2 separate regions of the Gossypium arboreum genome follow, and region 2 is linked to region 1. A link is a contact called in public Hi-C data. All regions are on one chromosome and are shown on one strand. The core of a region is the stretch at or near the end of the contact, and the rest is flanking DNA. Distances in the headings are between cores, read along the strand shown. Region 1 holds the start of LOC108486681 (pentatricopeptide repeat-containing protein At5g61990, mitochondrial). Region 2 holds the start of LOC108480549 (transcription factor ICE1-like).

Region 1 (7,783 bases), core at 1,811-4,310:
CCTGATTTGTATTAAAGATGAATATGAATCTACAAGTTTGACCGTCTTCCACAAATCGGATCTCTCGAGATAAAAAAGAACAACTTGAAAATAAATCTAAAACCTAAAAAGAAAGAAAAACTAAACTGAAATTAAAAGCAGAATTTTAAACTAAGTAATATGTGTCCATAACATATGAAAAATGAGCCTATTTATAGATTTCAGGTGGTCGTCATCATCCTTAACCCTAGGTTAGTTGACATTTCTAAGCTTTAAGTTTGATTGTGCCGACCAAAACGCCCTCTGGCTTGTGTTAGTTTTCGTCCAGAACCGATGTAGTGACATAAGGGTTAGTATACTCATCGTGGGATATCTTCAAGGGTATGTCGTGACACCCTTAGTCTATGTCGCGACAACGAAGGCAACTTCGTGATTTCTTCAAGGGTATGTCATGTCATTCTGCGTTGCGACGTAGTGACCAACATCTATTTACTACACCTTTTAATGGTCTTCTGCACACTTACACAGTTCACTAGCTCCCCCTTAAGCCTCATTCGGCCCCTAAGGTTAATGAAAGACTCAATTTGTACATTTTATTAACTTTAAGAAATCTTGCAAAAACATAATTAAAACCTTATGAAAATGCTTGCTTTCAAGCTCTTAAAGAGCGAAAATTAGTTTAATCTATTATACTAAATTACGACAAATCAGAGTGTTGTTTTGATGGTAGTAGATCATCTCACAAAATATGCCCATTTTATGGCCCTATCCCATCCCTATACTTCTAGGACTATAGCTCAACTGTTCATGAAAAATGTGTACAAGCTACATGGGATACCTGACTCCATTATATCTAATAGGGACAAGATATTTGTCAGTAATTTCTAGTAGGATTTGTTCAAACGAGTGGGAACTAAACTTCACCTATCCACTACTTACTATCCTGAGACTGATAGGTAAACAAAAGTACTGAATGGGTGTCTTGAAGGCTATCTAAGATGCATGTCGGGGGAGAGACCACAGGACTAGGTAAGTTGGCTTCCCTTAGCTGAGTGGTGGTATAATTCCACATTCCACTTAGCCATTCAAAGCACAATTTATGAGGCACTACATGGCCAGACACCTCCTCATCATACAACATAATTAGCCAGGACATGACCGGTGGCTGTTGTAGATAGAATTTTGCATCATCGTAAGGCTATAAGACAACTGCTGGAATTCCATCTGAAGAGAGCACAAGATAGAATGAAGCAACAAGTTGATAGACACAAAACAGGCAGACATATTGAAATTGGGGATTGGGTTTATTTGAAGCTTCAACCTTACAGACAGTATTCTATGGAAGGTTACTTAACCAAAAATTAGCTCCCAAGTATTTTGGGTCATACATGGTGGAAAGTAAGATCAGAAGGTAGCATACAAGATGTAGCTGCCCCCAAGGATCTAGAATTCACCCTACTTTTCATGTTTCATAACTTAAGAAATATGTTGGAGCTGCTCATGTATAAGTGTCTCTGCCAGTAGTGGACAACCAAGGATTTTGGGCCAAAAAGCCTATTTGAATTTTAGATAGAAGGATGGTGAAGCGTGGGAATGTGGCCACAACTGAAGTTTTGGTTGAATGGGTGAATTCATTTCCAGAGGATGCCACATGGGAATCTTTGGTGCAGCTGAAGGATGCTTACCTTCATATAGATCCTAGAGGACAAGGATCTTCTTCAAGGAGAGAGTAGTTGTTATGGGTAGTTGGGCCGAGAGCAGGTTGTAAAAACGGTGTGCATCAGGTTAAATAAAATGAAATGTATCATAGAAACAATCGTACAATTTGTTTTGTTTGTTTTTCTGCTATTTCGACTGTTAGACAATTCAATTGTTTTTCCTATATATCAGCATGTAATTGACAGTATTGGATATGAAAATTGAAAACTATCAACACACCTTTCTAATATGCATTGTTCTCTCCTCTATTTTCTATTCTTCTATTCTCTTCTCTTCTCTTTCTCGGATTTTTTATTTCGTTCTTAACAAATTTATCCTGGTTGAGAAAGTAAGGTCAGGAGATAAGCAAGTATCAATCAACCGATTAGTTAATTAGAAGCCGAGAGGTAATAATTAGTTAATCGGTAGCTAATCAACCTTAAAACCCTAATTCGAAGTTAGTTACAAACCTTGAAGCGAGTTAATCTTTCTGATTGGTTTATTGATTAAGTCGTTTGTTTATTTTTCTTGTTTATTCATTTTAGTTAATTAAATTATCTCTTTAATCTATTTTATAATTTATCGTAATATAGGAATTAATTACTACTACTTAGACTTATTACTGTAAAAATATTTTCATAATTTACTCCATCCTCCCTTGGGTACGATTCTTATAATACTTTCAAGTATTTCATTTTACTAACTATATTACAATTCAATTTGTGCAATTGCGAACACTGCCGTTCTAAATTCTTATATATTTTTGTGTTATATTTTATTACTCTAAACGATAACTCATTTATAAGCGACAAAAATTTAAAATATTAATTCATCTCTCTCTTTATATTTTCGTACCTAACAAAAACAATACTCTTGATTTTTATAGATTAAATTAGTTCATCAATTATAACACTAAACATTTTTTTAAAAAAGTTGTAAAAACTTAACTTTATTTAGTTTATATTAATTATTAACATAGCTTTAAATTTTTTAAAAATTAATTTTTTTAATGTTCTCTATGTTGGTTTTATAGTTCATGTTTAAGGTTTATAGTTCACTCCCAAAATATTCTCTTTAATGTCTGGATTTTTTTCATTGAAAATACAAAATATCTTACCAAAACGCTTAATAATTTTATATTATTTTTATATTTAATTTAATTAATTTTAAAGTTCAATAAATTAATTAAAATTACCTTAAAATAAATTATTTAAAATTTTATATTTAAAATTTCTTAATTTTAACATAAACTAATATAATTTGAAGTTTATTTTAGATATTTATAAATTTAAAATTAAAATGCTGAGGTGTTCGATTTCGTTGACTGAAAAGCTTAAACCGGGATTTTAATTAGAGTACAAATACATGGGCCAAACAGCTTAGAAAAGTGAAGCCAAAAGCCCACCAAAGTGTGCTGTAAACGTTCCCCTTCCTCGCTGATTCTTTTATCTTTTTCTGTTTTTCGCAGACTAAAAGCGTCTCCATTTTTTCACCTTGAAAATCCTTCAAAACAATGCGTTTATCTTCAAAGCAAACGGTCTATTGTTTCACGAAATCAAGGCCCTCTCGTCTCAAATCGGCTTCCCTTTGTACATCAGCTTCAAATGACGCCGAAGCCGTGGAAATCGCTTCTATCCTCAGTAAAAATGACTGGAAACGACTTCTTGAAACATCATCAGAATTGACAAGCAAGCTGAACCCAGAAATAGTTCACTCCGTTCTTCTCCAAAACTCGATTCATGATCCCGAACGCCTTTTCAGTTTCTTCAACTGGGCAAGTCAGCAATCCCCGAACCCTCAAAATTTGGATTCTTTTTCTTTTCTAGCAGTTACTTTATGTAATTCGAAGATGTTTCGTAAAGCCACTATTGTTTTAGACAGCATGGTTAGGACTAGAAGGCCCGTTCAGGCCATTTTGGGTTCAATTATTAGGTGCTGGAAGGGCTATGAAGGGAATTATGTCGGGGTTTTCGATATTTTGATTGGTTGTTATAAGAAAATGGGTTCTTGGAACGATGCTGTTTATGTTTTTTTGGGTGCTAAAGAAGTTGGGGTTTTGCCTGGTTTGGCTTGTTGTAATAACTTTTTAGGTGATTTGCTTAAGGTAAATAAGTTGGATTTGTTTTGGAAGGTTTTCAATGGGATGATAGATGCTAAATTGGTGCCTGATGTTTATACTTTTACCAATGTGATTAATGCTCATTGTCGAGTTGGGGATATTGAGAAGGCAAAAAGGGTGTTTATGGATATGGAGGAGAAGGGATGTAGCCCTGGTTTGGTTACTTATAATGTTATGATTGGTGGACTGTGTAAAGCTGGTGCTGTTGATGAAGCATTGAAGTTGAAAAACTCCATGAGTCGGAAGGGTTTCAACCCTGATGCATATACTTACAATACGGTTATTAATGGGTTTTGTAGGCATAACAGATTTCAGGAAGCAAAATTGATGATGGAGGAAATGCGTTGTGCAGGCTTAAATCCTAACCATTTTGCTTACACAGCTTTGATTGATGGGTTCATTAAACGGGGGAGCATGGCCGAGGCTTTCCAAGTCAAGGATGAGATGGTTGCTTGTGGAATTAAACCGAATGTGTTCACGTATAATGTGCTTATTGGTGGGGCTTCTAAGGCTGGTGACTTGGAGAAAGGAAAAGCTCTGTTCGATGAGATGGTTTTGATTGGCATCGGACCTGATGCACAAACATTTAGTCTTATGATCCAGAGTTATTGTCGACAAGGGAATTTTCTCAAGGCCCATGAATTGTTTGAAGAGATGAAGGAACACAACTTGACACCCACGATGTACACTTATAATGGTATAATTAGTGGATTATGTCACTGTGGAGATCTTGGTCGAGCTAATTATGTTTTTGAGGCAATGATTAAGGTAGGGTTGAAGCCCAACGTTGTTGTGTATACAAATCTGATAAAAGGTCATATTCAGAAAAGTAGATTCAAGGAAGCAAGAAAGATTCTCAACAGAATGATGGAGAATGGACAAATGGCTGATATCTTTTGTTGCAATACTCTTTTAAGTGGCTTATGTAAGTCCCAAATGATGGACGAAGCAAGGAGCTTCTTAGTCGAAATGGTTGACAGGGGGTTGAAGCCTAATGAAATTACCTATGGGACTTTAATCCATGGATATGCTAAGGCCGGGGAAATGGAGGCAGTAGAAAGGTGTTTCAGAGAGATGCATAGTTATGGTATAGCTCCAAATAATGCTATCTATACTATATTGATTAATAGCCTTTGCAAAGTGGGAAATGTAACCGAGGCTCTGTCGACATTTAGGCACATGTCTGAAAAAGGTGTGCTCCCAGACATAAAGACTTACACTGCACTCATCCACGGCCTTGCAGCAAATGGTAGAATTAATGATGCAATGCAACTGTTCTCTCAACTTGATGAAAAGGGTATAGTGCCTGATGTATTCACTTATACTTCTCTCATTTCTGTCTTTTCTAAGCTTGGTGATATGGAGGCTGCTCTCAACCTCTATGATAAGATGTGTCAAAAGGGCATTGCTCCTAATATTGTTACATATAATGCAATGATTGATGGTCTGTGTAAGTTAGGTGACACCGAGAAAGCTAGGAGGGTGTTTAATGAAATCTCACAGAGAGGCTTGGCACCTAATGTCAAGAGTTATTCTATAATTATAGATGGATATTGCAAATCTGGAAATTTAACTGAGGCATTTCAGTTACTGGATAAAATGCCCTCAAAGGGTGTTCCACCTGATAGTTTTACTTATTGTGCCCTTATTGACGGATGCTGTAAAGGAGGAGAATTGGACAAGGCGCTCTCTTTGTTTTCTGAAATGTTGCAGAAGGGCTTTGATCCCACCTCTTCTTTCAATGCATTGATCAATGGGTTATGCAAGACGGGGAAACCAAATGAAGCTATGAGGCTGTTAGAAGACATGGCCAGTAACTGTATTACACCAAACCATAGAACCTATACAATCCTAATTGATTATCACAGCAAGGCAGGAAGGATGGAAGAAGCCGAAATTCTCTTTTTGGAGATGCAAAGGAGGAATCTGGTTCCGAATGTTGTAACTTACAACTTGCTTTTACATGGTTACTACAGATTAGGGAGGAAAGCAGAGATGTTTGATCTTTTCGTGTCCATGGCTGCAAAAGGGGTTGAACCTGATGAAATTATTTATCGTCTTATTGCTAATGCTTACTTGGAAGAAAATAGTTTGATTGGAATGTTGAAGCTGTTGGATGAAATTCTAGTGAAGGATGTTGTGTTCGATAAAAATCCCACTTTTCTGCTGCTGGACGCTGTATGCAAAAGAGAGGAGTTTTCGGAAGTTCCAAAGTCACTTGAAGAAATGGCAGAACAAGGACTTAAGCTCAGTCCAATTACATGTCACAAGCTTGTTCATGGTTTTCATGATAAGGGAAATCCAGAGAAAGCAGAATGGATTCTTGAGAGCTTGGTCCGGTTCGGATGGATTCCAAACACCACCACTGTGAATAGCATTATTGATAAAGAAAATGATGTTGCAAACTTGGAGAGCCCTAACAATTCTCCCAAGCAAGCAACATGCGGAGTTGCTTGTCAAGTGTAAAAACTACGGGAGAAAAAGTTAGACCATCTGTTCTTTCTTTGCACTTCAGTTAAAAACTTCCTGAATCACTAATGGAGCAGGCTCATGCTAAGTGCTAGAGTAGACCAACTCAGCCAGGCTCAGAAATCATGGTGTTTTCGAAACCATCTGGAAACTTGTCGTGTTGGATGCTTCCTATCAAAGTGGAAGGTTCAGGTGAGCAGGACACTCGGAAAGGTCAGTGATAGTAACTAACTTACATGTAAGCGCTGAATAAGCAATGTAGGCGGCAGGAGTGGAAGTGTTTGTCACATTGTTTAGGCCTCAAAGATTTGTATTATTACTATCAGTTTTCATTCTTCTTAGCTGTTGGATAATTTATACCTTCATCATCAATTACAAGCAAGCTTTTGGCTCTCAATATGACATTAATACTTTTAGCTTCTTATTCCCTGTAATAAATATGAGACTACGACAAAAACACAAGGTTAATAAATACGAATATAGTATAATTGAACACGACTGAATATGTCGCAATACATTTAAATGCACTTGTTTTTGTATTTAAGATTTTGATATTACATTATATTTTATCACTCTCTCGAAAAAGAAAAAAGACCATTCTCTTATAAAACTTATAATACATTTAAATGCATGAGCTACCCGATCCTCAAATAAAATTTTCATATATATATATATAAAAGAAATAAATAGAACCTAAAAATATAAGCTACTAAAACAGAGTATCCAAAGGAGCCACCAAGATGGTGGTGGGAATTGCATATAGTCATATACTTGAAGAAAGCTATGAATTATGATGCAGTTTCACATGGGGTAAAGCCAAACTTTCAACTTTGTCTGCTAAAAGCCCTAATGTATGGTTGATTTCTTCCATTCCGGGTCTTTGACGTTCCCTTCTGGGGTTGTGATATACTATACTATCATTCTGTTAAGAATGGCAAAACCTCATGATCATCAACACCTGATGCTAATGCAAGCTGAATAGAAGTGTGACCTTCTCCGTCTACAGCATGTGGATCTGCTCCCCTGCAATTCGGTTGCATTCATGGTAGTGGGAAAGATAACCAGTGTAAGCGAAATTATATCTGTCTAAAAAGGATAACATACCCCAAAAGCGGAAACTTATGAAAATTATGAACAAAAAAAAGTAAGAAAATGAAAAAGTCACCTTGTAAGAAGCAATTTTGCTATTGCAAAATTCCTGCCAATGACACAAATATGGAGTGGCATCCGACCTCTTGAATCGGACGCATTTATATTTGCTCCATACTGAAGCAGCAGCTCCACCATGCAGATATCGGTGGTTAAGCAGGCAAGATGAAGTAGTGAACAACTGTCGGGATGCTCCTTCTCGATCTGATCTTCGTTTTTATTTAACGAGTTCAAAGATCTTGATGAGGGGTCCAGAGAGTCAACTGCAAAGCAATCAAAGTCGTAATTAAAGGATTTCTTTGGTTTTTCCTATTACATACATTAATCTGGAATTGTGGACAGAGGGGGAGGATGTACAATATGATGCAT
Region 2 (7,783 bases), core at 1,759-4,258, 210 kb before region 1:
CTTGGCTTCCCACGATTTAAGTAAGCTTCAAAGCATCTTCCTTACCACCTATTCATTTGGATAAATCTTTCCATAAGACTTCAATCCATTTATGATGATTATGAATCGATCGGATATCTCATTAATATCCTCTTTGGGCTTCATCTTGAAAGTTTCATAGATGAGTTTAAGAATTCAGGCTTTAGACTTCTTCACTTAGATAGTGCCTTCATGGGTGAATTCAAGCTTCTCTCATATCTCTTTGGTATTTGAACAAGGCAAAACTCTACTATACTCATATGGACCAAGTGCACAAAATAGAATATGCATTGCCTTTGGCATTAAGTCTAATGTTTCTCCTATCTTCCTCATTTCATTCATTCTTGTTTTTTGGAACTAAAAACTCTCCTTCTTATTTGAATGAAATTGAAGGACCATCCATAATAATATCCTAAATGGCAATATTATTTGTTTGGATGAACAACATCATCCTTATCTACCAATAGGAATAGTTAACACCACTGAGATAAGAAGGTTTGGAAATAGATTGAGACTTACCAAGAAAATTGACCTAGAAGTAAATGTCATTATTGTAGAATGAGTTGATAATCATTTTAGCTTCTCTGAGGATCTTCTTTTGGTTGTTAAACAGTCTTTAGAGACTAGCTTTGATACTAATTTTTAGCTCGATAATTCAACTCGAAATCACCAAGAGGGAAGGAGAATTGACCTTTAAGAAAAATGGTGGAAGAAATGAAAGAATATGAAACAATGAACACAAGAATTTAGAGGGGTTCAGCCCCAATTGCCTACTCCACTACCTTAGCTTTCCACAATTAAGGATTTTCCTAAATTTAATAATTTGATAACCTTTGAGGATAAGATTTAACCTTACAATCTACTTTAAGATTTCTACCTAAAGTTTTAAGATTGCAACTCCTTTAAGGTTTCTACCCAAACCTTAAGATTGTAACTCCCTCATGGCTTTTACCTAAACCTTAAGATACAACCCTCTTAAAAGATATAAAGAAGAAAACAAAGAAATAATCCTTAAAAGATCAAAATGTTTGCCAATAAAGCTCAAATAAATAATAATACACTTGAGCCAAAAAATAACAATGAAAGCTCAGAAATGTGTACAAGAAAGGTATGAAGAATTAAGCAATAAGGTTTTTTTTATTGATCTTTAAGCTTGATGATCTCTCTTATTGTTGTAGGATATTTAGAAGCTGATATTTATACCCCATAATTGATTTCTAATTGTTGTGGTTGTTGGAGATATGAATAGAGTCGTTAGGGATGTAAAAAGTAGTGCATTTAATTCATATGTAACAACGAGTATTAGTACCAACTAAAAAGGTATCAATAATTTTTGCATTTAATGCAAAGTTCAGTAGCTGTTGGAGCTAAAGATATCGATACCAATGAACTTTTATCGATACCATATAAAAAGTATCGATACTAGACCGATACTTAGCTAAATTGGTTGAAAACGGAATGTTAATTTGGTATCGATTTTAGAATGGGTATCGATATTTTGAAAACTATAGATACTGATACTTTTTTGCCTAGAGAAATATTAACTTGTTTTAAAACAATTTTAACTTAATTGAAAATGTTTAACTCAACTAAAACTATTTTAACTTGATTTTATCATTTTACCAATTTTGTTTAATTTAACTTTTATTTAAAAATGTTTTAATTTGTTATATCAAAACATATTATCAAATAAAGCTAGTTTAACATGTGAAAGCCTTTGATTTCCATTAACGTCGCCTCGTGGCACACTAAGGTTGTGCAATGTGGCAAAATTGAGTAATTTCCTAAAAAGGTTTAAAAAGCATAAAATTTATAGAAATTATAAAAGAATTCTAAAATTATAAAAGAATTAGAACTTTGAAAATTTTTAAAATAGAATTTTTAAAAGTTATAAAATTATAAAAATTTACAAATTTATAAAAATATTAAAAATAATAGAAAATTATTAAAATTTTAGAATTTTTAAAATTTAAAAAATTACACCTAATTTTTTATAATTTTTCAAAAATTATTATAGAAAATTATAAAAATTATTAAAAATATTTAAAAATTATGAAAATATAACAATTTTTTTTTATGCAGCCATCTTTGAGTTTGGTCAACTTGTCAATATCATTAATATAAGCATAAACTCCACAAGGGAACATGGTGTTGTCATTAGGAGCCTGAACTGTCCCCTTTAACCTTAACCCAATTTTGGTTCTTTTTCTCGTTGGTTAATTCTTTATGTCACAAATTAGTGAACTATGCTGATTCTTTTCATAATTTTATATAATTTTAATAATTTTCTATTTTTAATATTGTTTGCAATTTTATAAGTTTTACATTTTTATATTATTTTAAATAAATTTTAATATATTTTATAATTTTTCCTTTTATAATTTTTTGAAAATTCTAATTCTTTTACAAATTTTTTAAAAAATTTTATATTATTTTTAGATAAATTTCCATATATTTTTAAAAATTCTATTTTTTTGAAATTCTATTTTTTATAAGTTTAAATTTTTTATTATTTTTAAATATTTTAAATGAAAATTAGCATATTTCATCATGTGGCACAACCTTAACGTGCCATAGTGAAATTAACGGACTTAAGGGATTTATATTAAAATTAATTCGACCAAGGGCTCAATTGAGTGTTATTTTCAATTAAAATCTTAATTTACTATTAACTTATTTTACTTAGGCTTTTTTATATATTAGGTTTAAAAACAACCCTATTATAAATTCACTAAATGTTCACATTAGAGCTTAGATTATTGTCAAATCTTTCAAAAATAATCATGTAAGGGCTTAAACTTTAAGAAAGACATTTTATTTACTTTATAATAAAAGTTATGCAAATATTGATGTATTTAAAATAAAACATATAAATTGAATTAAATATTATTTAAAAATAAAAGTATAATTTAAAATCTATAAGATATTTGAATTTAAACTTTTTCTTTTGAAAGGTTTCTTTAACAAATTTTAGCCTAATTTGAGCATTTTGTGTGTTTTATATGAAGATTTTGGAAGTGACCTCTACAAAGTTACACCCAATTTCAATTCCTTAAACTTTATTTACCTTTTTATTTATTTCACCACGTATCATTTAATCCCTCTAAAGTCGACAATTTGATTGTTTTTCTCTTTAGCTGATTCAATCAAAAAGCTTTCGCCATTTCTGCAACTCTCTCACTCTCTCTCTCTCTCTCTCTCAAAAGCTGCCCCATTCCCCCTACCCCCACTATTTTAAGTTCATAATCGCTCAACAAAAAACAAAGGTAGGTTTTGATTCTCTCTTTTCAAAGAAAACAAAGAAAATTTGGAGTCCTGCATAATCAAGAAGTTCTCCCGAAACCCATGCTTCCAAGGGTTAATGGCGGTGTTATTTGGATGGAAGATAAAGAAGATGAAGACTCAGCTTCATGGAACCGAACCAACTACAACAGCAACAATAATAATAACAACAATAACAGTGGTGTTATAATGGAGAACAAAGAAGATATGGGTACTTTTTCAACATTCAAATCCATGTTAGATGATGAATGGTACGTAGGAAACAACAGCATTTCAAGCCATCAAGATATTAGAGACCTTTCCTTTACTTCAAATCTTGGTGACCATCATAGAGATAATCTTTTGCTCCATCATCATTCTCTCCCTTCAGTGGATTCTTCATCTTCATGTTCACCATCTTCCTCCGTTTTCAACCATCTTAACCCATCTCAGGTACAGTACTTTTGCCAACCAAAACCAAACTTATCTTCAATCCTTAATTTTGTTTCTAATAGCCCTTTAGACCATGGTTTTGATTTGAGTGAAATTGGGTTCCTTGACAACCAAGCAACAAATGGTATTAATTTGTTGAACAGGGGAAATGCTGGGGTTTTGGGTAGTTTAACTGATCTAGGTCATGATAATCATTTAGACCCTGCTAATTTGTGTCCTGAGGCTCAGTTTTCGAGTTCTCGGATAGCTCAGCTACCAGAAAATGGTGCCGGGTTTGCTGGTTTTCAAGGGTTTGATGAGAATCCTGGAAATGCTCTGTTTTTAAAGAGATCTAAGTTGTTAAGGCCACTAGAAAGTTGTCCTTCCGTTGGTGCACAACCTAATTTATTCCAAAAAAGAGCAGCTATGAGGAAGAATTCAACTGATAGTGGACCAAATTTCGGGGTGTTAGATGGAGGAAAGGTTACTGTTTCAAGTGGTACTGGGGGAGATAAAGGGAAGAAAGAAATGGGTAAAGAAGAGAATGAGAAGAGGAAAATTAACAGCAGAGATGATGTAGAAGATGTGAGCATTGATGGGTCAGCTCTGAATTATGATTCAGATGAGTTTACTGAGAATACCAAGGTGGAGGAAACTCTTAAAAATGGGGGAAATACCATAAATGCAAACACTAGTGCTACTGGAGGAGACCAAAACCAAAAGGGTAAAAGGAAAGGGCTTCCTGCTAAGAATTTGATGGCTGAGAGGCGCCGTCGGAAGAAACTCAATGATAGGCTTTACATGTTGCGCTCTGTTGTTCCAAAGATTAGCAAAGTAAGAATTTTCTTTCAGACTTTCTTTTTTATCTTGTGAATTCAAGTATGAACTATTGTGTTCATTTTGATCCTCGGAAAAACATCAAATTTTCTTACTTTTTCTTATTTTGGTGTGTGTGTTTTTGTTTTCTGGGTGGCATTTTTGGATTATATGTGAGTCACTGGCAATCTTTTGTTTTTATGTGTTCTCAAAATGCTGTGAGAAAGTTAGCATTAATTTCTCTCACATGGAGTCTGGTTGTGTGTTTCAAATTTCACCATAATTCTTTGGACCACATTTCAGTAACTTCTTTCAACTCATCCATAAGTAAAGTTCAATACTTGCAATCTTTTCTTATCATGTCTTTATACTTTTATATTTGAGCACCGTAAATAGTTACATTGTTGGTATTTTAGCAACAATATAAAACACTGAAAATATGAAAGAAAGATATATTGGAAGCACACAATAATCTGTTGTATTGTTAAGATTATATAGGCAAAAAAAAAAAAAAAAAACAGAAGCCTGTTAAACTTACTCCTAAAATCATACCACAAACACTTAACTTACTCCTAAAATCATTTCACAAAAAATTAAAAATTAAAAAGCCCTAAAGACTTGGTCTACAGACCTATTATTAAGCAAGTCTAAGGCACATTCTCAGGCACATTCTCAACACATCTTATGTGCTCTGTGTTTATATTTTTCTTCAAGTATCTATGTTTAGCTCGCCCACGAAGCCGACTCTCTAAATTCATGGAAACAACTTTAAAAAATTTGAATGTACCCCATACCCATGTGTTTGTCAAATGAAGAGTAGTTAAACTTCTAATCTAACTAACCTCGACGAAGGAGCATGTTACTTTACTTGCAAAAGAAGGGTTTTGGAAAGTTCATATTTTCTCATTTTTGCTTCTTAGAAATAGTATGATTTACCTTCTCCTTTTACTTATAGATGGATAGAGCTTCAATTCTCGGGGATGCTATCGAGTACCTGAAGGAACTTCTACAGAGAATCAATGACCTCCACAATGAATTGGAGTCAATCCTTCCAAGCTCCTCACTGACACCTACAACCAGCAGTTTCCATCCATTGACACCCACTCCAGCTACCTTTCCTAGCCGTATCAAGGATGAACTTGGCCCCAGTTCATCACCGGGTCTGAATGGGCAGCCAGCAAGAGTAAGCTTCATATCTGTATCATGAAAAGTTACTTTCACCTTTCACTTTTCTTTGTTTCTGCAATTATATCTAGTTAGGTCTTTCTGAATTTTAGCAAATATCAGTATTTAACTGATCATAAATATGTTGTACATGGGTACTTGAAGAAAAATGAAGAGTCAGAGAGTAACATAGAATTGGGTTGCATGTAGCGTCATTCGATATGAGTCACATTGTAAAATTTAGCCAAATTGTATGCCAACTGATTTAGCCAAATGTGTGTGTGTGACTGTATTTATATAGGTTGAAGTAAGGCTGAGAGAAGGAAAAGCTGTAAACATCCACATGTTCTGTGGGCGGAGACCAGGTCTTTTGCTCTCCATAATCAGGGCTTTGGACAACCTTGGACTTGACGCCCAGCAAGCAGTCATTAGCTGTTTCAACGGTTTTTCCATGGATATCTTTCGAGCTGAGGTACATTTTCTGACCCCTTGTAAACTTCCCATTTTGCTTTTCAAAAGTTGATGACAGCAATAACGGTGGTGACCGTGAAAACTTTAACATGATCATGACACGAAAGAAAAACGAATATATGTAGTTTTCCCTCTTAGCCAACTCTGTTATCATGAGAAAAGCATCTGCAGTTTGGATTATAGCTTTCTCCTATCTGGTTTATCATGCAAGTAAAGGATAGGAGGGGTATCTTCTATATTCTTATTGAGAATTCACAGTTCACTTTTGAGTTTTAACATACTAATTGTTGTGTTTTTCCAATTTCCAGCAATGCAAGGAAGGGCAGGACATCAATCCTGAGAATATCAAAGCCGTACTTTTGGATTCAACTGGCTTCCCCAACATGATATAGAGGTTTCTTCCCCCAAGTTTATATTTTGACCATGAATAGTCTTGAAATCTCCATGAGGTAAGTGTATATTTGTTCCACCAGATCAAATTATATAAACCTGAAAAACTTTTAACTTTGTTTCTTCAGGTCAGAAACTCATCATCAACTAAGCTAAACTTTTGGACAAACTGATAATCTGTAATTTGCAAAATCTTTTTCCGCTTTTTACTAATAAAAACATATGTTGTTATATTTGGAATGTATGTAGACTATAGTCGAGCAAACATGTGCCTTAGGCCTTAGATTTGAAACACTTTAAATTCAGATTTCAGATTCGTTTTTAAAGACAATACTCATATGAACCTGAGAAAGTGGGTTGATATGATCCTGGAATTGTTATGGACTTTTCCAGCTAAGCCAATTCTCTACGTTGCATGAAACGTGCTGCTTTGTCTCAAATTTGACATTAGAACAAAACTTGAGCAACATTTAAAAACAAAGTCTAATTTACATCTCCTTGCTATAATATATACTAGTTTTTTTTTTTTTTATTTACAACATGAGCTCAAACTCACACATACTACCACACAGGCGAACTTTGATGTCGAGTATAGGTGAACTCTCTTTCGACCAATGAACCTACTGCTCTAGTTCATAACATATACTAATTTTAATATCATATATTATGTATGTGATATTATCAAAATGTTACATGATAGTTTAATGTTTTATAAAAATTAATTAAAATAATCTTCATTATATTACATTAATATGAAATTTAAAATTTAAAATAGAAATAAATATAACAAAAAAATTAAGGCTTAATATTTGTAGAAACTAAATATATGATCTTTCCATTTTAGTTTTTCTATCTAAATTTACATATGAAGTATTTAAAATATAAGTATTATAATATTCTATAAAAAAATTTAATTAATTTGATGTAAATTTTAAAACATATAATTGATAATTTAATTGCAAGTTAAGCTTTGAATTTGAAATTTTAATACAAATATATTTATAACCTTTTACTTAGTTTATACAAAATTGTACAAATGTAATTAATTTTACTATTATTTTATATTATCAATTATTTATTTTATCATATATCATTTATTATTATTTTATTCATAATATTTACAGACATTCACCATTGTAATTTACAGATTTATAACTATCCCCAGTTTTGGTTAAAGCTTTTCTAATTTAGGATATGGCTGTTTTAATATTTGTTTGTTAGTCTTGTAATT

The links. A called contact is a pair of places that touch in the nucleus more often than the background predicts.
Region 2: a contact with region 1 is called in a Hi-C map of leaf, with 2.7 times the contacts expected there. The contact joins the promoter of LOC108480549 here to the promoter of LOC108486681 in region 1. A contact is called at or near these places in 2 of 5 Hi-C or Micro-C datasets (both in leaf).

What each region holds. Positions count from the first base shown.
Region 1 is chr1:13,161,064-13,168,846 of ASM2569848v2, reverse strand. LOC108486681 (pentatricopeptide repeat-containing protein At5g61990, mitochondrial) reads left to right here and starts at 3,060. Exons shown (of 1, transcript XM_017790856.2): 1 at 3,060-6,662. The coding sequence starts at 3,191. The coding sequence ends at 6,262. It overlaps LOC108485632 (ADP-ribosylation factor GTPase-activating protein AGD1), which reads right to left. Exons shown (of 20, transcript XM_053027414.1): 19 at 7,431-7,723; 20 at 6,751-7,288. The coding sequence ends at 7,183.
Region 2 is chr1:13,372,934-13,380,716 of ASM2569848v2, reverse strand. LOC108480549 (transcription factor ICE1-like) reads left to right here and starts at 3,008. Exons shown (of 5, transcript XR_001870645.2): 1 at 3,008-4,545; 2 at 5,483-5,710; 3 at 5,993-6,163; 4 at 6,471-6,611; 5 at 6,681-6,973.